Regions from separate parts of the Mus musculus genome. Here regions 2, 3, 4 and 5 are each linked to region 1. Evidence: chromatin contacts called from public HiCAR-type and promoter capture Hi-C data. All regions are on one chromosome and are shown on one strand. The core of a region is the stretch at or near the end of the contact, and the rest is flanking DNA. Distances in the headings are between cores, read along the strand shown. Region 1 holds the start of Hsp90aa1 (heat shock protein 90, alpha (cytosolic), class A member 1). Region 2 holds the start of Atp5mpl (ATP synthase membrane subunit 6.8PL). Region 3 holds the start of Dlk1 (delta like non-canonical Notch ligand 1). Region 4 holds the start of Xrcc3 (X-ray repair complementing defective repair in Chinese hamster cells 3). Region 5 holds the start of Klc1 (kinesin light chain 1).

The links. Promoter capture Hi-C pulls out the DNA fragments that hold promoters and counts their contacts. HiCAR-type assays count read pairs that join an accessible place to other places.
Region 2: a promoter capture Hi-C map of pre-B cells shows a contact between it and region 1, with 8 times the contacts expected there. The contact joins the promoter of Atp5mpl here to the promoter of Hsp90aa1 in region 1. A contact is called at or near these places in 2 of 39 promoter capture datasets (liver and pre-B cells).
Region 3: a HiCAR-type map of astrocytes shows a contact between it and region 1, with 2.1 times the contacts expected there. The contact joins the promoter of Dlk1 here to the promoter of Hsp90aa1 in region 1. A contact is called at or near these places in 3 of 39 promoter capture datasets (cranial neural crest, hippocampal neurons and pre-B cells) and 1 of 115 datasets of contacts at active chromatin or transcription factors (astrocytes).
Region 4: a promoter capture Hi-C map of pre-B cells shows a contact between it and region 1, with 6 times the contacts expected there. The contact joins the promoter of Xrcc3 here to the promoter of Hsp90aa1 in region 1. A contact is called at or near these places in 3 of 39 promoter capture datasets (cranial neural crest, liver and pre-B cells).
Region 5: a promoter capture Hi-C map of liver shows a contact between it and region 1, with 4 times the contacts expected there. The contact joins the promoter of Klc1 here to the promoter of Hsp90aa1 in region 1. A contact is called at or near these places in 2 of 39 promoter capture datasets (liver and pre-B cells), 1 of 115 datasets of contacts at active chromatin or transcription factors (pancreatic cancer cells) and 1 of 9 other capture datasets (pancreatic islet).

Annotation. Positions count from the first base shown.
Region 1 is chr12:110,695,102-110,697,675 of GRCm38.p6, reverse strand. Hsp90aa1 (heat shock protein 90, alpha (cytosolic), class A member 1) reads left to right here and starts at 1,281. Exons shown (of 11, transcript NM_010480.5): 1 at 1,281-1,424; 2 at 1,996-2,157; 3 at 2,258-2,574. The coding sequence starts at 1,996.
Region 2 is chr12:111,965,705-111,968,278 of GRCm38.p6, reverse strand. It overlaps Atp5mpl (ATP synthase membrane subunit 6.8PL), which reads left to right and starts at 1,270. Exons shown (of 4, transcript NM_027360.3): 1 at 1,270-1,355.
Region 3 is chr12:109,452,182-109,454,755 of GRCm38.p6, reverse strand. It overlaps Dlk1 (delta like non-canonical Notch ligand 1), which reads right to left and starts at 1,301. Exons shown (of 5, transcript NM_010052.5): 1 at 1,030-1,301. The coding sequence starts at 1,096.
Region 4 is chr12:111,812,610-111,815,183 of GRCm38.p6, reverse strand. It overlaps Xrcc3 (X-ray repair complementing defective repair in Chinese hamster cells 3), which reads left to right and starts at 1,305. Exons shown (of 8, transcript NM_028875.3): 1 at 1,305-1,359. It overlaps Zfyve21 (zinc finger, FYVE domain containing 21), which reads right to left and starts at 1,014. Exons shown (of 7, transcript NM_026752.4): 1 at 807-1,014. The coding sequence starts at 944.
Region 5 is chr12:111,757,559-111,760,132 of GRCm38.p6, reverse strand. Klc1 (kinesin light chain 1) reads right to left here and starts at 1,284. Exons shown (of 16, transcript NM_001025360.2): 1 at 1,091-1,284.

The sequences.
Region 1 (2,574 bases), core at 32-2,531:
GAATTGAACCTGGGTCCTCTGGAAGACCAGTCCATGCTTTTAACCACTGAGCTATCTCTCCAGCCCTTTTCTTTCTAATCTTAGTAATCGTTTTGTCAGCAGGAAAAGATGCGGAAATAGGAAATACAGGGTGGGAGTAACCCAAAGGAAAGGTATGGGGAGTGAAACCGAAGCCTATATTAAAGATAAACAAACAAGGAAACTATCTTTTGGGTCACGTTAATCGCCCAAAGTAACTTCGTATGTACACCATATGAAGGTGCTTCAAAAATCAGGATAGAGTGTTTTATATGACCATTTTTTGACTGCGTGTGCCTGTGCACCATGTGTGTTCCTGGTGCCCGTGGAGGCCAGAGAGGATAGTTTATTTCCAAGAACTGTAGTAACTGGTGGTTGTGAGCTGCCTTAACGTGCGTGTTTGGCACCACTAACTGCTCCCAGCCATCTCTCTAGTCCTTTACACTTATTTTCACACTGTGCGAGTGTGTGTGTGTATGGGCACGTGGGAGACACAGCGCTGAAGGCTAGCTTTTTTTCCCACGCTCTGGGTGGCAGATATCAAACCCAAGCACCTTTACTGGAAGAGCCATCTTTCCAGCCCCAAAATTACAGTAAATTAAGGTAGCACAAATTTGATACAAAATCCCTCACAACGCCCAATTTGAGGGTCATAGCTTTTGGTCAAAGAGAAATCCCCAAGCACTCTGGACGGATTTGTAAGACCCACCGTGTAAGGTCTCTCAGTAAGCCCACTGTAAGGCTTCAGAACACACTCCAGCGGGGTCAGCCCTGAAATTCAGACTACGCAACCAGAACCCCAGTCCGGGAGGCGCCCCACCCATCAAGGTGGAAGCCAGGGGGGGGGCGGGACTCGCCTCCTGCGGGGTCCGCGTTCCCAAAGGGAGCCCGAAGGGGGACCTTTTGCCTGCAAGGACCTAAAGCGCCGCAGAGGACCGCGAGGTTCACACAACACGCGCGCGTTCCCATGGGGACGTCCCTTTTACAGAGCGCCGGGGAAAAGAAGCCTTAGACCACAGGGCTCACATGGAGGCTTCAGGCGCATGCGCTGGCCGGCCCGTCCGCGCGCGCGCGTGCGGCCCGGGAAGGCGCCCGGCCCGCCGAGCGTTCCGGACTGCGCATGTGCAGAGCACCTGGCTGTGGAGGAGGGGCTTGCGTTCGTTCTCCGCGCGGGTTCGGCGCGCTCCAGGTGGAGGGGCGGGGCCCGTCCATTGCGCAGGCGCGGGCGCGCGGCCGAGGCGACGGTTGGGGAGGGTTCTTCCGGAAGGTTCCGGAGGCTTCTGGAAAGAAGCGCCGCGCGCTGGGCGGGCCCGCCTCTATATAAGGCCGGCGCAGGGGGCGGCGCGCCAGTTGCTTCAGTGTCCTGGTGCGGAGCGTCACGTCTCGTGCGTGTTCATTCAGCCACGGTGAGTGATGGCGCAGGCGGACTTAGCGGGGGCTTGGGGAGCAGGGCCGTAGGTTGCTGGCGCCGCGGCGGCAGCGGGGCCACCATCCGAGTTCCCTCAGCCCGCGGAGGTGGGCGGCCATGGCTTCCGACCCTAGGCCCCAGGCGGGCCTCATATCTACGCCCCAGGCCGGGGATGCGGCAATGGCCGCCGAGGAGGAGCGGTGGCGGCGGCGAGGCGGGCGCGGGGCGAGCGAAGCGAGGGTTGGGCTGTCGCCGGTGCCGCCGAGGCGCGGGCGGGCGAGGGAGGCGCCATAGCGGCGGGTTGGGGGAGGGTGGCCGTTAGGAACGGCGTGCGTGGAGCCGCCCGGGTCCGAACGTCCTCCCGGAGGCGCGCACATGCGCTTCGTAATTACCGCATTCTGAAATGAGGTCATCCCTTTGTCATCCACCCCCCGCCCCGTCGCCCTTTTCTATTTCGTCCCTTTCTTAGTCCAAAATAGAGTCGGTAAGAGACCTCTATAGAGGAGGGGCGGTCGTTAGCACGCCTGCAGCCATTCTGTGAGGCTTTAGAGTCGTCCTCTGTGTTCCAGATGCCTGAGGAAACCCAGACCCAAGACCAACCAATGGAGGAGGAGGAGGTCGAGACCTTTGCCTTTCAGGCAGAAATTGCCCAGTTAATGTCCTTGATCATCAATACCTTCTACTCGAACAAAGAGATCTTTCTGAGGGAGCTCATCTCCAATTCATCGGACGTGAGTATACCACTTGGAGGATTGGACGTTGCTTTCCCTGAAAATTTCACCTTGGGGTTTGCGCTTGACGGTTTTTTCATTTTTAATCTTTTCTTAATAGGCTCTGGATAAAATCCGTTACGAGAGCCTGACGGACCCCAGTAAACTGGACTCGGGGAAGGAGCTGCACATCAATCTCATTCCCAGCAAACAGGACCGAACCCTGACCATTGTGGATACCGGGATTGGAATGACCAAGGCCGACTTGATCAATAACCTTGGCACCATTGCCAAGTCGGGCACCAAAGCCTTCATGGAGGCTTTGCAGGCTGGTGCAGATATCTCTATGATTGGCCAGTTTGGTGTTGGTTTTTACTCTGCCTATTTGGTTGCTGAGAAAGTGACTGTCATCACGAAGCATAACGACGATGAGCAGTA
Region 2 (2,574 bases), core at 21-2,520, 1.3 Mb before region 1:
AAAACACTCATACACATAAAAAAAAAAACTTAAAAAAAAACTAAAAAAAAAAGCAATAACAATTTTTGTTCATTTGTTTTGGTTTTGTTTTCTAAAAACCAAACCAGGGTTTCAGGATGCTCTTAAAACCCTAATCATCTTCCTCTACTGTCCAAGTGCTAGGATTATATCACGACACACCCAGCTAGCATGCTTATTTAAAACATAAAACCTTAGGTCCAGTCCCTAGCGTTCCTGCAGAAGTCTCTGCAACGCTTTACAACAATTTTAATGATAATTACTATGCACAGCATGGCTGCTTAATCAAATATTAGAGCAAAAATTTTTGTAGCAATACAGGGGGAAATGGCAAGAAATGCCAAAAGCCTGGCATAGTGGTGCAGGCCTTTAATCCAAGAAGACAGGAGGCAGAGGCAGGCAAATCCCTGAGTGTGAGGCCAGCCTGGGCTACATAACAAGTTACAGAAAGACCTATCTCAAAAAAAAAAAAAATTCAAGTAAAGAGGGTTTCCCCTTGTCACTGTTGCTTTATTTCCTTTGCTCTTATTGTTTGTTGGAGGGGAGAGGGGAGGAGGAGGGAGTGTGAGAGTCTCACTAAGTAGCCCAGGCTATCAAACTCAATAGACCCACAGCCCCACGCTCCACCCTCCACCCTGTGCCTCTGCCCCTTAAACGCTGGGATGAAAGACCCGAGCCACTATGTCTGGCCTTTGGTCTGATTGGTTGTTTTTGTTTTTGTTTTTTCTTTTTTTTTAGACAGGTTCTCACTGTGTAGCTCTGGCTGTCCTGGAACTCACTAAAAAAAATAGACTAGGCTTGAACTCTCAGCGATCTTCCTGCCTCTGCCTCCTGAGTGCTGGGACTAAAGGTATGCACCAACACACGCGAATTTTGGTTTAGGTTTTCAGGCTGGCCTGAAAGTCACATTTATCCTGCTGCTTCTGCCTCCTGAGGGCTAGGATTAAAGCCATAAACCATGTAAAAGGGGCTTTATTTACTTATTTACTTAAGGACAATTTGTCCGGATTATCTACTGTCCTGGTTTCAGCACTGAAAGTCCTCTGTTCCTGGAAACCCACAAACCCTGGGAAATCTGGTCAGTTTTATGACACCTAGAAACACAGTAGGCTTCTCCCAGCTCCTCCTGGTTTGGACTAATCCCTTCCGAAGCTTGTAACACCCGGGCGACCACTGGGGGCGCTGTGGTGCGCAGGCGCGGAAGGCCGGGCAGCCGGCGTCTGGTGTCTCCGCTCCTTCCGCTTTCCCAGCAGGCCCTGCGCGGCGCCTGCGTGCTCTGTGACCTTTCCCATTCTGTAGCAGAATTTGGTGTTGCCTGTGGTCTTGGTCCCGCGGAGGTAAGAGCGGAACCTGGGCTTTTTGCTGTGTTCCCAACCCGGGGGACTAAGGAGGGTCCGGGACCGGGTGCGGTGGGGCCCAGGTAGATCGCGGGCGAAGGACTCTGCGATACACGCTGACCTTGGGTCAGCCCCTGCGCCGCCTACTACAGGGAGGGTCCACCGGGTTCCCCGCGACTGTGACGGAGAGAGTGCCCGGCTGAGTCATCCAGACTGCGGGGGTGTCCGGGGTCAGTCCTCCAGATCCCCAAGAGTCCCCCAAGAGTGTCCGGGACTCCATCACGCCGAGGGCAGGGATGTGCACGGCGTTCAGTCCTCCACACTGCGAAGGTGTTTCTGGAGTTAGTCTTCCTGATTGTATGAGGGGAGGGGTGGTTGTCAGTCCCTTGGACAGATAAGACTTTGCTCAGACATCAATTTCTATGCGAAAGAGGGATTACTCCTCAAGACTTGGAGGGCCAGGGGCCCTAGTATCATCCTCACAGAAGTTGTCCAGGAGCTAGATTCTAGTGGAGGTCCACTCAGCATGGACTGTGTCCTTGTGCTGACACTTGGATGAACCTGTGTAACTATAGGCTCTGGCAAAGGGGCATGCCACCATCAACTGTGAGCATCTTGTTACCTACTCAAGTTACTCAGGGAGGGATGCAGCTAAAAATCCGTGCCAAGAAACATCACTTCAAAGCCAGTGCCTTCTTTCCATTATTCCACAGGTTTCTTCCAAGTTAGGTTTTGGCAAGGCCGATGTTTGAAAATGTATGAAACCACATTATAAACCTCAGACATGTTCCCCTCTTTACAGTGTGCTGCCAGGTAATAGCTTGCTGTTACTGTCACTTTCACAAACTCTGCAGGCATAGGCAGTCTCAGTAGACAGCCATTTGACCTTCGAGTAGGATGATCTTTTATTGAATCTGGTATTGTAAAACTAACAACTGGGAAATATGGTTAGCCAGAGAAACTTAGGTGGGAAGAGTAGAGGCCACACTGAGTACAGGGAACATGTCACTTGTGTAGTCAAATACAACCAAACTGACCAAAATGGAAGTCCAGGAGCAAGAGACAAAGGGGTGGGGGTGGGGTGTAAATGTACTGGATAGCAGGCCTTCACTGTGTCGGGACTCATGGCAGTTTAGAATAAGGACACAGTGCCAGGATGCCTCGATGCTGAGGAGAACACCAAGACCACTGAAGTCCCTCCACATCCTCTGTTTACCTT
Region 3 (2,574 bases), core at 52-2,551, 1.2 Mb after region 1:
AAGTGCAAAGCAGACACCTTTCTCCCCAAAGAAAATAAGAGCCCCTAGGCCCCTAAAAGTAGGAATGAGGGACAATGAAGAGGTAGCCTTTGACCCCTGGTCATTCTGTCTAGCCTCCCATTTGCAAAGTGAGCTAAAGGGAAGATTTCGAGGTCTCTGGGAAAGCCCAGACAAGCCCACCTGCCTAGCCCACAGGTGAAAGGCTAGATTTTACCCCAAGATTAACCCTAGTTAAACCAGGCAACCAAATCCTACCTCCCACGTTTCTCCTACCCCACACTGGTCACATTAAAAGAACTGCGCAATAGCTCTGCAGGGCCTCTGAGATTCCGACGCTCTTAAGGGAGTCTGACACTTTAATAGACACCTACTGTATGCATTTACTCAACCAGTTTTCGGCCTTCCCAGACAGCCTCCGACCCCCCACTCACAACTATTGGCGCATTGAGGGCTGGGGTCGCTGCGGGAAGGGGCCAACTCTCTCCTACCAAAGACAGATGGCCTCTGCAGACAGAAGTGTCGCAGCCCCTCACCTAGAGAAACACGCCACGCAAGAGGGGCTCCAGCTGTGCTCCTGTTGGAAATTAGGGACTACGACTGCAAAGTCACCCCCCCAAAGCCCCCAAGACCTATTCCTAAGCACATAAGCCGTGACAGACACCCCCAAAGTTGCACCTTAGAACGTTTTTTTTCCTTAAATAGGATACCTCCCAACGCAGTCTCTTTTTTTTTTTTTTCATACCTCCTCAATCCGAGCAACGACACCCCTCTTGAACGCCACTTCTGCCGGGCTAGAAGGGGCTGGGACCCTCCACCTCCCACAAACCCTGGGACCCCGGGATTGGGCTCAACAAGCAAGAGTGGTGCAGGGCGGATGAGGCGGGCACAGTGCAGGGCTTAGGGTTAGGCGGGACGGGCGGGACTTGGGGCGCATGGGACAGGGAGAATGGGGTGGTCGGTGGGGTGGTCGGCGGGGCATCGCAGGCTTCCCCAGAGGGGGCGCAAGCCAAACCGCCAGGGGGGGCTCACCATAGGTGCTGTGGCCGAAAGCCAGCAGGAGCAAGAGGACGCGCAGGAGGGCTCCGGTCGCGATCATCTCGGGGCGGCCTGGGTCGCGGTCCGGGGAGCGGAGGCGGTGCAGGGGCTGCTCCGGGGGCTGCGCTGGGCTTCTGGTTGCGGACCACGAAGGGGGCACGGGCGTCCAGCGGGAAGAAAGCCAGGGTTGCACCGGGGCGCACGCTGCTAAGTGCGGCTGCCGAGGAGCTGCCGCTGCGGCCCGCGCGCCGCCTTTTCGTACTGTCGTCCCCCCCCCCGCGGCCCCCGCCCACGCCCACGCCTCGCGCGCACGGGGCAGGCGCCGGCCAGTCCCGGTGACCCACCCCCTGGCGGGGCCGCCCCCCAGCGCCGCGGCGCCCGGAAGCGGCTCGAGCACGCGGCCGCACTCTTTGGCTAGACGGGTACCTGCGCACGATGGGCACGCGGTCCGCACACAGGACAGCACGCGGCTGGAGGCGGAGGCGGCGGCGCTCACACAGGCCCGCTTAGCGCAAGTCTCAGGAACCAAGCCAGGCGGGCGAAAGCCCTTGCACGCACTCAGAATACAAAAACGCTCACAGACACAGTAAGACACTTAGGGCTGGAGTCCCGCGCACACATGGCGCGGGTCAGAAGCCCAGGAGGACCCAAACGCACACCACGAAGATGTGGAAGATGCACATGATCACAGATGCACACACGAAAACCACCACGAAAAGCCGAAGCCCTCCGACGAGCCTTGCCATTGTGGAGTTTGGGGAAGGTGCAGATGCACTTGCCCCACGGACCCCCAACCCAAACACACCTTTCGGCACAGGCAAACCTTACTGCCTGTCCCTGGGGCACAGGTCACAGACCAGGGCAGCAGGAACACTGATCTGCTCCAAGCAGGGGAAGCGCCAGCTATGAAAAGACTGAGAGTCCTCCTGCCTATGCTGCCCCTCCACGCAGCCCGCCTGTAAACACAGGAGACCACTGGTAAACACCGACGACATCATGCGTCACCCCCCCCCCCCACCCCCTCCTCTCGCAGGTACCACAGTCACAGTCTGGGCCTTATCATTCTGAAACATAAAAGCACTGATTCTTTCCAACATGTACACACCTCGCAGCAACACGTATGCCCAGACCCCAAATCTGTCTCAGATTTGTGGAATCACCCAACAAACACACAAATTACACCAAAGCACACATAATCCAAATCCATCTTTGTTCACCGTGACACATGTCGACAGTTCACCAATATGTTCACCGTCAAATGCAGACAGACAGACAGACAGACAGACAGGCACACACACACACACACACACACACACACACACCCTCACTTAGTGGCTTTCAACCAGGGATGGCTTAGAGGATGGGATGGGAGTGTGTGTGTGTGTGTGTGTGTGTGTGTGTGTGTGTGGGTATTGATTCTGCCAGTGTCCCTGGGGCAATTCCTTTTTCCTGCAAGACCCCCCAGCAAGGGCTCAGTGCCTTTTACTCAGCTGAGACGCCCCCCATGCCCCATTCTGAGGCTCCAAAGGAGGAGGAGCT
Region 4 (2,574 bases), core at 56-2,555, 1.1 Mb before region 1:
AACATAGCAACAGTGTGTGGTAGAGGCGTGTGGTAGTGCATGCCTAGCACTCTGAAGGCAGATCTTATGAGTGCTAGGCCAAGGACGGGGAGGTGGGAGGGGGAGAGGGGAGGAAGGGAAGGAGAGGGAGAAAGGGAAGGAGGGAGAGAAACAGAAACATGGATGAATTTACACGAGCCATTAAGATAGCTCACCAAGTAAAGGCACGTGCCGCCACACCTGAGACCTGAATTCCGTCCCTGGGACCCAGATGGTTTAAGAAAACTCTCTTCTACAAATTATCCTCTGATCTACACACCAGCGCTGTGACATTGGGGACAAAGGCACATACACACATGAATAAATGAAGAAAAGTTGTTTCAAAGTTTATCAAAGTCGCCAGTACTTTCGTTGGTGTCTTTTAAAGATATTTAATTTGCTTTGAAATAAAATCGCATGGAATGCGTGAATTGCTCCTATTTTCTCCCAAGTGGCCAAGCTTTGCAGAGTTTAGAACTTCGAAGATTGCAAACCCTTTGGCACCGTTCCTCCGTGGGCAGGTGGAGGCGGACTCCCTCACCCTCGCCCCACGGACACACTCCAGCCCCAAACTCGCGCACGGCTCACGGGTGAGCCGCTCCACCGCTCCCCCTCGGGCCTCCCCGGGGCTCCGCACCGCGCAGCCAATGACCGCCAAGGAATGGAAAACGCCCCACAGCGCAGAAGGGACAGCGGGAACGCCCGGAGGGGAGCCGCGGCCGAGCGTCCCTAGGACGGAGGCGGGAGACGCCCCGGCTCGGGTTGGGGACCCGGGGGCTAGGACGCACCTCCTTGTCCGGAACCCACTGCGGCTCCTCCAAGCCGAAAGGGCTTCCGAAGGCGCGGTGCTCCGGCACCATGCGCAGGCCACTTGGCGAGCGCACAAGCTTCTTGGCGTCGCGACGCGCGGCCACCCCCGAGGACATGTCTCCGCCTGAGCCCCTCACGCCACCGCCCGCGCTGAGCCCACACAAGGCGCCACCCCGCCCCGCCCGCAGACACGATGACAGCTCCGAAGCCCAATCCGCAGCCAGAGCTCGTAATATGAACCAATCGGAGAGTAGTATCCGCCCCAGAGTCGCCCTTCTCCAATCCGTGCAAGGATCCCGCCCCTACGGCTGGCCACCAATCGGCGGTGAAGACCGGAGGGGCACCCTCGCCCCTCTAGGGAGAGTGTGACTTCGGATTGGCCAATTAGTCAGCCACGTAGGCGCCTCTTCGTTTCTTCTGGGTGGAGCAGACTCGGACTCTGGCCTCTCATTGGAAGAGAAGATTGAGATGGGCGGGGCTTCAGGAGCGGGCGGAGCGCGCGGGAGACTTGCGGGGTCGCTGATCCGGGAGGTGAGTTAGCTGATCGCGAGTGGCCGAACATGGGGTGGCGGGAGAGGACAGAGGACACTGTGGGTTTCGAGCGCCCCAGGTCGGGACTCAAGAACGAGCTTCCCCAGCGGGGCACCCCTTCAAGCCCGTAGCGGGGTTTGAAGGAATCGAACTGAGCGCGGGACCTGCTTTCCGCACTAGAGTCCCAGGCCAGCCACAGCGTGACCACTCGCTGCAGATTTGATCTGTGACTTTTGTTTTTCTTGTGGTGTTCGTAAGGACGAGTCACATTGTGCGTGTAGCCTAGGCTGGCCTTGGATTCAGCAGTCCTGCCTCAGCCTTCCTCGCACTGATACAGGTGTGAGCCACCGCGCGCGCCTCACCCTCTAGCTTCTTTGGGTAATTGGCCAAATCAGCTACCCAGGAGCTTTGCTCTCTCTCTGACACAATTGGACACACTCTAGCCCAGTTGGAGGGATGAGCTGGTGTAACCCTACTTCTCCGGAAGGCAGGCGGCCAAGTGGAGCATGGAGCTCTGTGCTTTTGTCTGAGACACAGGTTCTCAGTGTTGAAGTAGAAGTTGCTCAGTGGCACTTTGTAAAGCAAGGTTAGCTGCCTCAAGGCCTTGGCATTTGCGGGTGCACAGATAGAACCCGCCCCTGACTATGTCCTCTGTCCAGTCTCCACCAAGCCCTGTGATTGCTCTGGTTCACCACTGGACGCTGTAGCGATGGCTTGGGGGACCTTTGAGTTCTGGTGCCAGAGCTTTGTGTCTGAAAGCATGTTCTCCCTTCCCTCCTGCCCTGTGTGGTGTGGTGTATGTGTGTGTGTTGTATGTACATACGTGTATGTCCGTTTGCATCCGTACTGATGTGTGTGCGTGTGTGGAAGGCAGATGTCTGACATATATTCCTCCATCACTTGCCCTACGAACCCAAAGTCCACAGATTCAGCCTGTCGGCCTGCTCTGAGGAACTTGTCTCTGCCTTCTGAGCCCTGGGATTACTGGCAGCCCACCAAACCTGCCCAGCACCAGATCTCACGTCCTCGGCCTCCTCAAACTTGGCTCCTGAGCCACTCCACCCCATCCTTAGTGCCTCTTGGCACTGTCATTTGAACCCATTGCAGTGTACTGTAGGACACGCCTTTCCTCACACTGGCCTGGTGCTGTCCCCTCCGGGCCCCTTTCGGGAGACTTTCTCTGTGCTTTCTGGTACGGTGGAGCTGCCTCTTCTG
Region 5 (2,574 bases), core at 35-2,534, 1.1 Mb before region 1:
TTTTTTTTTACGGGAAGGGGGCTCCACATGTAACAAGGAAAAGCACTCCAGGCCGGGCACATTCAGGTCACAGGGAGATTCCACACCCGGCCACTGAAAGAAAGAGACTGGCTGGCCACTGGCCATGGACCACAGCATGACAGCACGCCACCCAGGGCGGTGCCGGGGAGAGGTGGGGGCTAGAAGGGCGGGGAGGCCTGAGACAAAGCCAGTCGGCTGACCCCCAACACACACACTACCACCACCACCACCTCTTCAGGACCTCAGCAGACAGGCTTTGGGTCCCTTAAGCCCACAGCTGCCATTGGAAGGCCGCCCCCGCCCCGAGGCCCGAGTCAGGGCGGGGCCCTGAACACAGATGGGACAGAAGCCTGAGGGACACAGGAGGGGAGTGGAAGAGAAGGGGCAGGAACAGAAGTCTAGAGTGCAGGCAGAGAGAGCTGAGCCCCAAACCTAGAGGGTCACGGACGAAGAAGGGACAAGGACCTCAACTCAGAGAGGGACAGGCAGAGATAGGACAGGACCCGAACCAGAACAGGAAGGGAAGGGAGAAGAGCCTCAGCCTGGATGTACAGGCAGAGAGATGACGACAAAGACCCCAGCCAGGAGGGGCGCAGCCAGTGACAGGGAAGGGACCCAAAGCAGGGGCGCAGGTAGACAGGGACAAGGACCGCAGATTGGAGGAGCGCAGAGAGGTGACAAGAGACCCGAGCCTAGAAAGGCGCAGGCGGAGAAAGGACAGAAACCCCTGCTGGATGTGCACAGGCTGAGAGAGGACAAGGACCGCAGACTACTGGCGCGCAGGCAGAGGTGACAAGAGACCGGAGCACGGAGGGGCGCGGACGGAGCGGAGAGGAGAGGGAACCCCAGGGTGCAGACAGGGATGGAAAGGCCAGGGAGGGGACTGGGTTCGGGCGGAGGAGCAAAATCGCAGCCTGGAAGGGCCGGGTGCAGATGCGGCGGTGGACGGAAAGGTCCAGAAGCCTCAGCCCGGAGGATGCAGGCGGGAAGGGGTCGCGGCCGCGTCTGGAGCACTGCGCACCAGCCGCGCGGAGCCCGGGGCGGGGCGGGGACCAGGCCGCGCACTCACCGTCCGATCGGGAGAGTCGCGCTCGTCGCGCTGTCACAGGCCGAGGCCGCGCAGAGCCCAGCCGCCTCAGCAGCAAGCGGCGCCTCCGCAGCCGCCCCGCAGCATCCTCACCCTGACCCGCGCTCCGCAGCCTCGCGCCACCCTCCGCCGCCGAAAATGGCGTCGCCGGCGCCGCGCCCGCCCCACAATGCTGTGCGCCGTGACGTCACCCGCCCTCGCGCCGCCGGGCGGGGCTCAGGGGAAACTGAGGCTGGGGTCCGCAGCCCGGAGCTCTCCAGGAGCCTCTCTAATCTGTGTGTGGTGGCCTCAGACCGGGAGGCTTCCCTCGCCGCGCCTCCACCCGTGGAGGACGGGAAGATCGCCAGGCGGCCAGGACCCACCCTCTGCGGCTCGCTCCTGGCCGCAGCTCTCGCTCGACCTCCAGCCTGGCCCAAAGGGCAGGCTTGCCAGCTCAGGTTGCTCCTGAGCCTCGCACAGCCGCCTGGCACCCCAACTGCAGGCCTGACTCAGCAGCGGGTTGGAGGGGACGCTGAGTCAGTGGCAAGGCCGAGCTTGCCTGCCACCGGCTTGGGAACCCTCCAGGTGCCTTTAGACGTTTCCAGAATGGCGCGGTTGTATTACTAACGGGGAGGGGTTGCGAATGCCCACAGCCTCCCCACCTTGGGAAACGCTTCCCTCTTCTGATGGTATTGCCCAGAACCTGCTGCGGTCCTCCACCCTGCACTTATACCTACCAACATCAGGGAGGCAGGTGCTTTTGATCTTAACAAGCAGATCCAGTTACTTTGACCTCCTAGAAAATTCAAAGGCTGGCCAATAAAGGGGCAGCTCCCGTGGGGAGCGCAGCAGCCCATGTTGGCCTAAGGAGAGGCTGTGGGTTCAGTCTTTACTGCAGGCTTCACTTGCCCCAGCACACAAACTGCTGCTTGGATGTTGGGTGTCGCCGGCTCTTCAGCCACTGCCATACATCTGAACAAAGCATATGACGGCCCCTGCCCAGGTGGTGTTGGAAAGAAAAGAGTAGGCTAAGCGGGAGCCCATTTCTTTCCCATGGGTCAATCACTGCCCCTCCGAGTCCTGTATATGCACACACTTCTTCAGCAAGCAAAGGGCTTTTTTGTTTCATCTGTCCCTGCCATTGCTTTGTTCAAGCTTTATCATCTCGTTCTTTTGCCCCTTCAACTGATATCCACTAAGTTCCCAAGGTTCTCACAGGAAGACCCAGGTACATAAAGTGGCAGATGGTGTCTGCTGGCCAGCTCCCATTCCAATGAGAAAAAACAAGCTCAAACAGAATCTGACTTGTTGAAAACAGTAAAATTGCAGGCAGAGTGGTGAGGGAGTGGCACATGACCCAAACTCCAAGGTCAGAAAATTGTGCTGACACACACAGGAAAGAACAGGACCACGGAACCAGCGTAGAACACTCCATTAAATCTTGAGACAGGAGCACCCCTGCTGTGTTGGGGAGGAGGAAAGACCAA